2 separate regions of the Podarcis muralis genome follow, and region 2 is linked to region 1. Evidence: chromatin contacts called from public Hi-C data. All regions are on one chromosome and are shown on one strand. The core of a region is the stretch at or near the end of the contact, and the rest is flanking DNA. Distances in the headings are between cores, read along the strand shown.

The links. A called contact is a pair of places that touch in the nucleus more often than the background predicts.
Region 2: a contact with region 1 is called in a Hi-C map of tail, with 4 times the contacts expected there. The contact joins the promoter of TOP3B here to the promoter of CCDC116 in region 1. A contact is called at or near these places in 2 of 3 Hi-C or Micro-C datasets (blood and tail).

The regions. Positions count from the first base shown.
Region 1 is chr16:28,903,379-28,908,748 of rPodMur119.hap1.1, forward strand. It overlaps CCDC116 (coiled-coil domain containing 116), which reads left to right and starts at 3,219. Exons shown (of 4, transcript XM_077920326.1): 1 at 3,219-3,345; 2 at 5,074-5,370. The coding sequence starts at 3,286.
Region 2 is chr16:29,091,555-29,096,924 of rPodMur119.hap1.1, forward strand. TOP3B (DNA topoisomerase III beta) reads left to right here and starts at 2,881. Exons shown (of 18, transcript XM_028709911.2): 1 at 2,881-3,025; 2 at 4,721-4,846. The coding sequence starts at 4,777.

The DNA of each region.
Region 1 (5,370 bases), core at 1,969-4,468:
TGGTCCATTTAGTTCAGCATTGTCTCCACTGACTGGCAGCTATGGCCCTTCCCCACAACCGAGTCACTAAGTGATGCTGGGAAGACAACCGTCTTCCCCCAAGCCAGCCATGCTTTCTGCTTGCGCAGCTCCTCTCCCTCCCAGCCCTGTTCAAAATCTGCCATTCTTATCAGCTGGAATGTTGTCTTTGACGTGCCAAGACGCAGCAGACAAGGAATCTTTTGTAAAACACACACACACACATACCAGAACTCTTTTTCTTTTTATGAAGGGGAATAAATCCAGGCCATACACAAAGGAATATGCAGCCAAGCGACATTCTTCCTGCAGTTTTTGCCTTACAGATAGTTGTGTGGTGTGTTGGGACGGGCACGAAATTCAGGTTTCTCTAGTCGAGGTAGGGTCCCAAGCCTGCAGAAAACGTATTTGTGCATCGGCGTGCGAGAGAAAAGCAAACTGTAGCCGATGAATGCTTGCATTTTTCATCCCTCGGGGGCTGCAAACTCCTCAGGGCAAACCACTGGAGGCTGCATGCCAGTGGGCAAAAGTGGGTGGAGCAATGGATATTCAGTGACACCTGGGAGCCTCTTCCACCAAGCACACAGCCCCAGCTTCCAGTCTGGTAAGGTAAGAAAGTGCCTCCTACCAGGTCTCCACTGATTTCTCCCTCCAGCCCAGGCTGACAGTGGCTGCCTAGGATCTTGGGATGAAAGTTCCCCATTGCCTCCTACCTGATCAATTTTTAAAAAACTGGAGATGCTGAGGATTGATCCTGCGACCTCCTGCCTGCGAAGCAGGCTCTCTGCCACAGAGCTATGGCTTTTCAAATGGAAAAGTGGAAGCTGGTTTGGATTTTAGATATGCCTGCTCCAAGCAAGATGCCTAAATCCTGCCCTGTCTTTTAGGAGAACATCTGATCCAGGCTCGTAATTCCTTCTCTCCTGACCATTTAATAATAGCTGCAGCTGGGTCATACACAGTTCTATTTTTCTAGAAAAAGAGGTGCCGGAACTCACCACGAGAACCTCCCTTGTTCTCTTAAATTGGCCATGGTGCCCACCTGAGAGGTGCCAGAACTGAGTTCCAGCTGAAAAAAGCCCATGTCTGGAGGATACGAAGAGTGTCTTTCAGAAACATGCAACATATAGCTCTGGCTGTGATTTCCCTCAGATTGTGCTTTCAGAGAAAGCCTTCCAAGTCTGGATTTCTTACACCAACAAACTAGCTCAGGGTTGGAGAACCTCAAGTCCAGGGCATAAATGCATCACTCTAAGCCTCTCCCTATCAGGTACCTGATGTTCTCATCAGACCACACCTCCTCTCCAGGCCACACCCCCTCTTCCCAGACCACACCCCTCACCAGATCTATTTTGGATCCTCCTTTGGCTGGTTGGAGTGGGTCCTTGATCTCTGCTCATTAGTCTCACTTATCTGGATGGAGGGCTGAGAGGGGCGTGTCTGTGTGTTTGTAGAAACCAGCCCACTGTGGAAAGATAAGATTGGTGTTCATTGCTCCGCCCCCACCTTTTGCCTCCGGCCACGCCCACCCTTCACACCTGGCCCTCTGGGCATTGCTTAGAAGGGAATGTGGCCCCTGATCTGGAAAGGGCTCCCCACCTTTGCGCTAGTTGAACTCGCGCTTTGAGAGCTGGGCTATGCGATAGGAATGTTCTATGCAAATGAATGGAATCGCACGGGCAAACAGACAGGATCCGTTACCTAACAATGACAGAGAAAGGTTCTCTGAGAGGCATAAGCAGTTCTTTGGCTTCCGTGTGAACATTTGAGGCAAGAGAATTCCTCACGTTGGCAAAACCCCTCGATGCTAGGTAGCCCGCTGGGCAGGATCCTCAACGAGGAATTTGGAGAGGTAAAGAAACCTCGGCCTCACCTCTCATAATCTGGGATTTTTCACCCTTAATGAACACAATTGTGAGTAGCAGTTTTTGTTTTTTTAAAAAAAGGCTGGCACATCGCATATGGGACATACTTGGATATGGAAGGGTTTGGTTGTCATACGTGCATTAGAACTGGGATTTATCTACCGTATTTTTTGCTGTGTAAGACTCACTTTTTCCCTCCTAAAAAGTAAGGGGAAATGTGTGTGCGTCTTATGGAGCGAATGCAGGCTGCGCAGCTATCCCAGAAGCCAGAACAGCAAGAGGGATCGCTGCTTTCGCTGCGCAGCAATCCCTCTTGCTGTTCTGGCTTCTGGGATTCAGAATATTTTTTCCCTTGTTTTCCTCCTCCAAAAATTAGGTGCGTCTTATGGTCTGGTGCATCTTATAGAGCGAAAAATACGGTATATTAATTGCCTCTGCTTTCAGAGTTTCTAGCCCTCATGAAACCAAGTGCAGTGGCACCAATCTGGAATACTGCTGCTACTGAAATCTAACAGGCGACTACAATTTCGATATTTCACCTCCTGCTTAAAACTATTTGGTTCCACTGAGTGTTTTTATAGAATTGATTGAGCATAGCTCAATTCGTTCTGTTTTTATGGCTATGTAATTTTACAACGTTTTAACAGTTTTACTGTATGGCGTCATGATGTTTTGAAAGTGCGGGCAGTTTATAAGTATGTATATATTTATATCGATATGAAACCCTCGGTCCCTTGCCAGGTCCACATCTTTCCTCTTTCACTACCAAACTCCGATATCATTCACACACAAAATATTCTCCCTCTATGAAAATGTTGATGAGCGCTTTCCTTCCTAGACCTTTCATCAGGAATTCACTTTTGAAGGAAGCATCCAAATCGATGGATGCGATTCATTCTGTAGCTCCCCCACTTTGACACCCCTCTTTGTAAAATAATAGTAACGGTAAAGGTAAAGGGACCCCTGACCATTAGGTCCAGTCATGGCCGACTCTGGGGTTGCGGCGCTCATCTCACTTTATTGGCCGAGGGAGCTGGTGTACAGCTTCCGGGTCATGTGGCCAGCAGGACTAAGCCGCTTCTGGCGAACCAGAGCAGTGCACGGAAACGCCGTTTACCTTCCCGCTGGAGTGGTACCTATTTATCTACTTGCACTTTGAGGTGCTTTCGAACTGCTAGGTTGGCAGGAGCAGGGACTGAGCAAGGGGAGCTCACCCCGTCGAGGGATTCGAACCGCCGACCTTCTGATCAGCAAGTCCTAGGCTCTGTGGTTTAACCCACAGCGCCACCCGCGTCTCGTAAAATAATAACAACACTCCTATTTTTGTGTGTTTGTTTGTGCAGGAAGAGGAGACAGAAGGTGTGAAAAGAGAGGCGGGGACAGCCGCTGTCCTTTCAGCACCATGGTGAGTCGTAGATATTCCGGCTATCTGGCAGATGATGAGAGCCTCAGGGGACCTCAGGTAAGGCCCAAAGGGAGACAGAAATGGGCCATCCCATTCGAGGAAGGGGAGTCACGCAAGCTGAGCCAGTGTAGTGTAGTGGTTAGAGTGTTGGACTGTGACCTGGGAGCCCAGGGTTCGAATCCCTACTCAGCCATAAAGCTCACTGGCTGACCTTGGGCCAGTCACTGACTCTCAGCCTAACCTACCTCACAGGGTTGTTGTAGGGGTTAAATGAGGAAGGGGAGAACCGAATATGGCAGTCACCTTGAGCTTCATGGAGTAAAAAGTGGCGTAATAAACGCACCAAGTGCCCTCTGGTGCTGCCCTACTTTGACATTGGACTTGTCAATCTTAGGTGGCAGGAGGGGGTGGCAGGACTGAAAATGGTGGGCAGTAGCAGAGCCAGCTGCCGTCCAGGATACCTCAAGGACTGCCTGATCCCTTATATTCCTGCCGAATCATAGAGGTCTTCAGGGGAGTCACTGTTAGTTGTTCCCCATGCCTCAGATGTACAGCTCATTACCACTAGAAGGCACAAGTTGAGAATTGTGGGTCTGGTTTTAAGGAAACCAGTTTTATCTGAACCTACCTGAATTTTGGGGACATGGGTGGCGCTGTGGGTTAAACCACAGAGCCTAGGACTTGCCGATCAGAAGGTCGGCGGTTCGAATCCCCGCAACGGGGTGAGCTCCCATTGCTCAGTCCCTGCTCCTGCCAACCTAGCAGTTCGAAAGCACATCAAAGTGCAAGCAGATAAATAAGTACCGCTCCGGCGGGAAGGTAAACGGCGTTTCCGTGTGCTGCTCTGGTTCGCCAGAAGCGGCTTAGTCACGCTGGCCACATGACCCGGAAGCTGTATGCCGGCTCCCTCAGCCAATAAAGCGAGATTAGCGCCGCAACCCCAGTGTCGGTCACGACTGGACCTAATGGTCAGGGGTCCCTTTACCTTTACCTTTACCTGAATTTTGCAATGCGGTTCTTTAAAGAATATTCATCTATGAACGAGAAAACATGCACAGAATGCATACATTTGTGAAAATAGCACACACAGATGCATTAGCTTTTAAGGAAATTGCTTGCAAAAATGTGTATATTAGTCAAAACTGCATGCAAACCTGTGTTCATCAGGAGAAATTTGCACTCTGCTGATATATTTTCATGGGTTTTTTAAAAAGGCAAATTGCTGCAGAAATGCGGAGAGCTGAAATTAAGACTGAAAAATGAGAAAACTAGAGAACCAAAATCGACAGCTTTGTTGACCTCTTACTGGGGCTAAGCACCACTCAGCTGTCAGTAATGTTTGCTTCTGATGGCATTGGTTCAACTTGTAAAACCCATTGAACTTCAACAAAAGCCAACTGAAATGTAAACATTGGCTTTCAATGAAAAATTCAAATAATTGCAAAAGGAAGTGTTACCATTTAAATTGCTAGCATGAAGTAGGGACCACCAACAAAGGAAAGGAAAGCAGTGACTAGCCTCTACCTGCTTGTTTCCTCTGACTAATCTGCCACAAAATAACTTGAAAGCCTTATTATCACCTCCTCCACTCACCAGAGCTGCCAATTACCCAGGCCAAAGCTGTCATAATTCCTGCTCTGAAAAAAGTCCCAGAACTACACACCCCTGTGTTTTCCCCTCCACTATATCACTGCCTACATTGCTGGCGTTACATGCATTTTTGATACAGTCCCAGTAACTTCAGACCCGATTCCCCTTTTCACCCTGGTTTTTCCTTGTCTACAGCTGAGACAAGGAGATCCCTCTGACTGGAGGAACATCCTGAGGCCACCTTCCCGCTGCCAATTCCGGGACCAGTTCGCCGCCACCACAGCTTCTGAGTTCAGAGCTTTCAGCCCAGGCAAAGGGAAACGAAAGCAGCGCTCCAGCAGTCACGGCGAAAGCAGCCACCTCGCCAACGAATTCTCGGAGTTTGTGGATTTCTTAGCTGACGAGGAGGTCCTGGAAAGCCTTCAGAACATCGTCGAGGATGCCGTGCGGAAGCTGCGGCGAGTGACGACCGAGGATGGAGACCCGATATTT
Region 2 (5,370 bases), core at 1,631-4,130, 190 kb after region 1:
TTGTAAAATTGCTAGAAAGGCTTCTGGATTAAAATTTGGGTTTTAAATGCCTACTTCTCTCTTTACAGATGGGTAGCCGTGTTGGTCTGCCATAGTCAAAACAAAAAAAAATTCCTTCCAGTAGCACCTTAAAGACCAACTAAGTTAGTTCTTGGTATGAGCTTTCGTGTGCATGCACACTTCTTCAGATACACTGTGTGTATCTGAAGAAGTGTGCATGCACACGAAAGCTCATACCAAGAACTAACTTAGTTGGTCTTTAAGGTGCTACTGGAAGGAATTTTTTGTTGTTGTTACTTCTCTCTTTGGCATTGCTTCTTAACGCCGAAAGTCTGCAGAACAAATGGTTGGCAGTTTCTCCGTAAATACATTTGCAATATTGTACTACTGCCCTCTAATGGAATGGAATGGAATTGTTTCACTTGCTTCGTGCTCGTTTGTGGCAATGAGATGATTTGCTTGCAATAGTTTGTTAGTGTTTCAAGGAACAATACAGTGGTACCTCGTGTTACAGACGCTTCAGGTTACCGACTCCCAGAAATAGTACCTCAGGTTAAGAACTTTGCTTCAGGATGAGAACATAAATCATGCGGTGGCGGCGTGGCAGCAGCAGGAGGCCCCATTAGCTAAAGTGGTGCTTCAGGTTAAGAACAGTTTCAGGTTAAGAACTCTGGAACGAATTAAGTTCTTAACCCGAGGTACTACTGTATTGTGTTCTTTCCTAATTTCACACTCTTTCTTGAGAGCACAGAAGGAGATGAGTGTTATGGGTTCAGGAATCGGAGGCACCCAACATTTTTAACATTTTTATGTTAATTGGCTTACCAGTGCCAGGATGCCTGTGTTGTTAACAATTGTTTTGGGAATTACCACTATTAATTAGGTACTTTTCACTGACTGCATTTCATTTCCCTCTGGCCTCACTGTTTGAAGTCCCTTTGTCATACCATAGGTAAAGGTAAAGGTACCCCTGCCCGTACGGGCCAGTCTTGACAGACTCTGGGGTTGTGCGCCCATCTCACTCAAGAGGCCGGGGGCCAGCGCTGTCCGGAGACACTTCCGGGTCACGTGGCCAGCGTGACATCGCTGCTCTGGCGAGCCAGCGCAGCACACGGAAATGCCGTTTACCTTCCCGCTAGTAAGCGGTCCCTATTTATCTACTTGCACCCGGGGGTGCTTTCGAACTGCTAGGTTGGCAGGCGCTGGGAACGAGCAGCGGGAGCACACCCTGCCGCGGGGATTCGAACCGCCAACCTTTCGATCGGCAAGCCCTAGGCGCTGAGGCTTTTACCCACAGCGCCACCCGCGTGCCTTGTCATACCATGTGTACCTGCAAATCAGGATAAAACGTCATACATCTGATAAAGAAGAACGTAGCCCGCAAAAGATAATGCCACAAGGTCTCTAAGGTCCCACAAGACTCCTTATTGTTTCCACCTCACATAGTTGCTGTGAATATAAAATGGTTCAAATCCCACACTTAGCCACAAAGCTCAGAGGGTAACCTTGGGCCAGCCGCAGTGTCTCAGCAGGGCCTACCCTACAGGTCTGTTGTGCGGATAGAATGGAGAAGTGGAGAACTGTATACTCCTTGGACCTTCTGCTCCTTGGATATAAATGCAATAAAACAGTGAATAATTCTTATTCATTATTTGGGATATACTTGGTGGGATATAAATGCAATAAAATAATACAGAATATGTTAAGTTGTGGGTAGACATAGCAGACGACACAGCGATTCTTCCAAAGCAGCTCTTTATTTGTAAGCTGGAACAGAACTGTCTGAGGAGCTCAGTCAGCCTGCTTATATAGAGCTCCAGACAATGTAACTGTTGCCATTTTCTAAAACTATCCAATCACTGAACGTCACTTTCGATCCTTCATTTGCATACAAACTATCCAATCACTGAACATCACTTTCGATCCTTCATTTGCATAACTATCTACAGTATCCCCCTGCTGGCCCAGGGTGAGAACTTCAGTACATAACAGAATAATAAAAAGAAGATGAGAAAGATTGCTGTAAATCTACTTCAGAGCTCCTTGGAGAAAATGTAGACTAATAATACTAATAATAATTCTATGATTATTCTAAATTGTAAAAAATTAATAAAAATAAACAACACAATAATAATACCCTATACTATTGCAAAAACAAAGAAACAGAACTTTGATAGAAATGCACTTTATCGAAGTAGAATTTAAAAATAAATAATAAATGATCATTATAACAATACATTACTAATACCTGTAATAAAACTGAGTATTAATCTTATCATTACAAAATCTAAAAATGAGTAAAAGAAACAGGAAATAATGCATTAATTATTATGATTAGAAATAATAACAAACAAACAAATGCAGCAATGCCTTAATGATAACAATAGCAGTTATAAGGATGCATTTTTATTATTATGAAAATTTTAAAATACATAATTTTCCCTGAGTCCTGCGGTGGGGGGGAACAGGGCATGAATGAATGAATATATAAAAAACAATAATTATTAACAACAATGCTAAAAACTTTCTTGCTTAGGCAAGCCTACCCAGCTGCTCAGAGAGCCGAGTTTATAGCATTTTGACTTCGGTGCGTTTTCAAGCTGGGCCGTGACTTTCCCCCCGGTTCTCCCGTGTTACCTTTTTTACTATTTGTGGGGCACATCACGTTTTTGTATAGGGGGAAAAAACGAAACGAAATCCGTGTCGTGGTTTGGAAAGAAACGAGTCAGTCAGTCCCCACACCGGGTGTATGTGTGTGTGTTGTGCGCTTAAAAACCAACCACACACAGAGAGAGAGACACCTCGAGCCGAGCGGCGCGGGGCAGAGAAAGGAGAAGGGAAGAGGGAAGTTGGAGGAGGGGGCGTTTCTATGGCAACGGAGATGCCTGGAGGGATGCAAGGTACCAGGAGCATCTCCGCCTCTCCTCCATCCACGCCTGGGAAAGGGAGGGCCCGAGGGTGACCCGGCAGTGGAAGCCTCGGCAATGGCCGCCGCTGCCGCCGCCTTCTGAGGCCGCCCCGCCGGGTGAGTAGGGCCGCCCGCCTCGCCTGTGTGGGGAGAAGGAGCGAGGAGATGTGGGGTGGGGGGCATTTTGAAGGGGGTGCCAGGGGGCGCTTCTCCAACGCCCCCCCCCCCGCCCCGCAATCCGCTTCCATGCTGGGCCGCCTTTTAGCGCGAGCTGAGGGAGGGGGAGAGGCAGGGGAAACGACGTGATTATGATTATTTATTACTATTATTTTGAAAAACCCAAGCAAAACCCCCAAATTCGTGTGGCGTCGGCGTGGAAGCTGCTGATTTCTTTTATTTGGAAACGGCGCCTTTTTCAATTCCTGGTAAGAACTTGTAAGAGAGAGGAGAGGCCTTGCAGGCAAGGTGGTGCAGCGAATTACTTCCTCGGTGCAGGGGAGGAGCGTATCGTGTGTATCTGATACTGAATACACGCGAAGCGCGACTGTCCTCGCGAAGGCCTCGTTTACGTGTTTGCTTGGAAGGAAGCATGGCGGGATTCGGGGGCGTTTGCTGCCTGCTTGCGTAGCATTGCAAAATAAAATATGAAATGTCTTATACAGGGAGGCAAAATAACCAGGTTAATATATTGGATTTTATTTAATTTTTTTGGTCAACGATGCATTTTGACTTACTGTAAGCAATTGATTGATTGATTGATTGATTGATTGGCAAGGTATATTGGAACTGAAATTTAAAACATTAAGGCCGCAGTCCTGTTTGCAAGCATTGGAGAGCCACTCTTCCGCGGAAATGGAATTATTAATAGCAGATTGTGTGTGAGTTCTACAGATATTATTTTAAAAAATAGGATTACCTAATTTGGACCTTTGGAGATAGGGAGGCTTAGAAATTAGAATAAACATGGGTGTTAGTTTGAATTATTACTTGCCTGGTGAATATATTCTGGGACAGATAATGATGTTTTTCAATGTGCATACATGAAATGCTCCTAATAGAGTCCACGGAGCTGTTAAAACATGCCTGAACCATGAGCTTGATGAGAAATGTGAATCTTTGCAGCATCAGACTATGAATGGTTCTTGGAATCTCAGTACTTTTGGCTGGGCATGTATCCACTTTGAGAATGGATTGCATGGTCTGTTGCTGAATTTTGACAATTCCTGAAATCATTTCAGAGTTGCAAAATGAAGTCGTCTCCTGTCTATTTTGCTGGTTTTCTCACATATCCAGTCTTAATAAATTTATAGAACAACTAACTCTGAACTGTTTACAGGCATTTAAAAAGCCCGTATCATCGTTCCCATATTTTATTCAAACTGGAGAGTTAGCATAATGTTTGCTCAACCAATAATCTTTGCTATTTTCCTTTTTTCAAAGAGATTAGTGTTACTTCTCCTTATTTTTGAGTATGGCAGCTCCATAGAATTCCCATCAAGTAAGCTCTGCATAAAATGGAATGAACCTTTTTTATATTTATGTGCAATGTACTATACATATTTAAATTCCATGGGGCTTGCTTCTTGGCAGACATGTATAGGGGTTGAACTGTTACTCTCATAATTTAGCTGGAAGAGACCTTTAAAAAAATATCACTTTACTACATACTGGGATTTGTGAAGATGTGAATACTGGGTGATATATAGTTGCTTTTCAGTGTACTTGTGAAACAAAAAATTGAGAGGGGAAATACTGAATCTCCAGGTCACCAGTCCAAATAAGTGATAAACAGGATTTGTTTTCTCTCTTTAGGTTGACAAGACAGAATTTTCTTGAGATTTGATTACCCTTTTCACTACCGGCAGAAGATGAAGACGGTTCTTATGGTAGCAGAGAAGCCTTCTCTGGCTCAGTCCATAGCCAAAATCCTTTCAAGAGGTTAGGAGGGATCTACATCCTTTTTATTTAAAACCCTTGCTTGTTGTTTTGGCAGTATTTTTGTAGTAGCATTTAAATCAATTTGGTCTGGAATCCCATTCACACAACTTGGGAGTAAATCCCCATTGAATTCATAATAGCCAAAGCAGGTTCAAAAGTGGTATTCCTCTGAAAATCAGAAAGCAGGAAAGTGAAGCAGGGCTGTAGACTTTATGTCCTGCTTGTGAGCTTCCTGCTTAGAAACAGGATACAGTAATCCCTCGTTTTATTTGGGAGTTCAGTTCCGAGGGTTATGCACATTCACAAAAATTGTGTATAGTTCTCTGCCTTGCTTGGGACTCGACCTGCACACTTTCAAGCAGCTCACCAACTGCGTATGATTGAAATTGCACATCAAATGCTTGTAAAATGGAAGGTTATTGTATTAGATCAGGGCCTGGGCAAATGTTGCTGGACTACAACTCCCATCATCCCTAAGCACTGGCCATTCTGATGGGAATTGGAGTCCTACAACATCTGGAGAG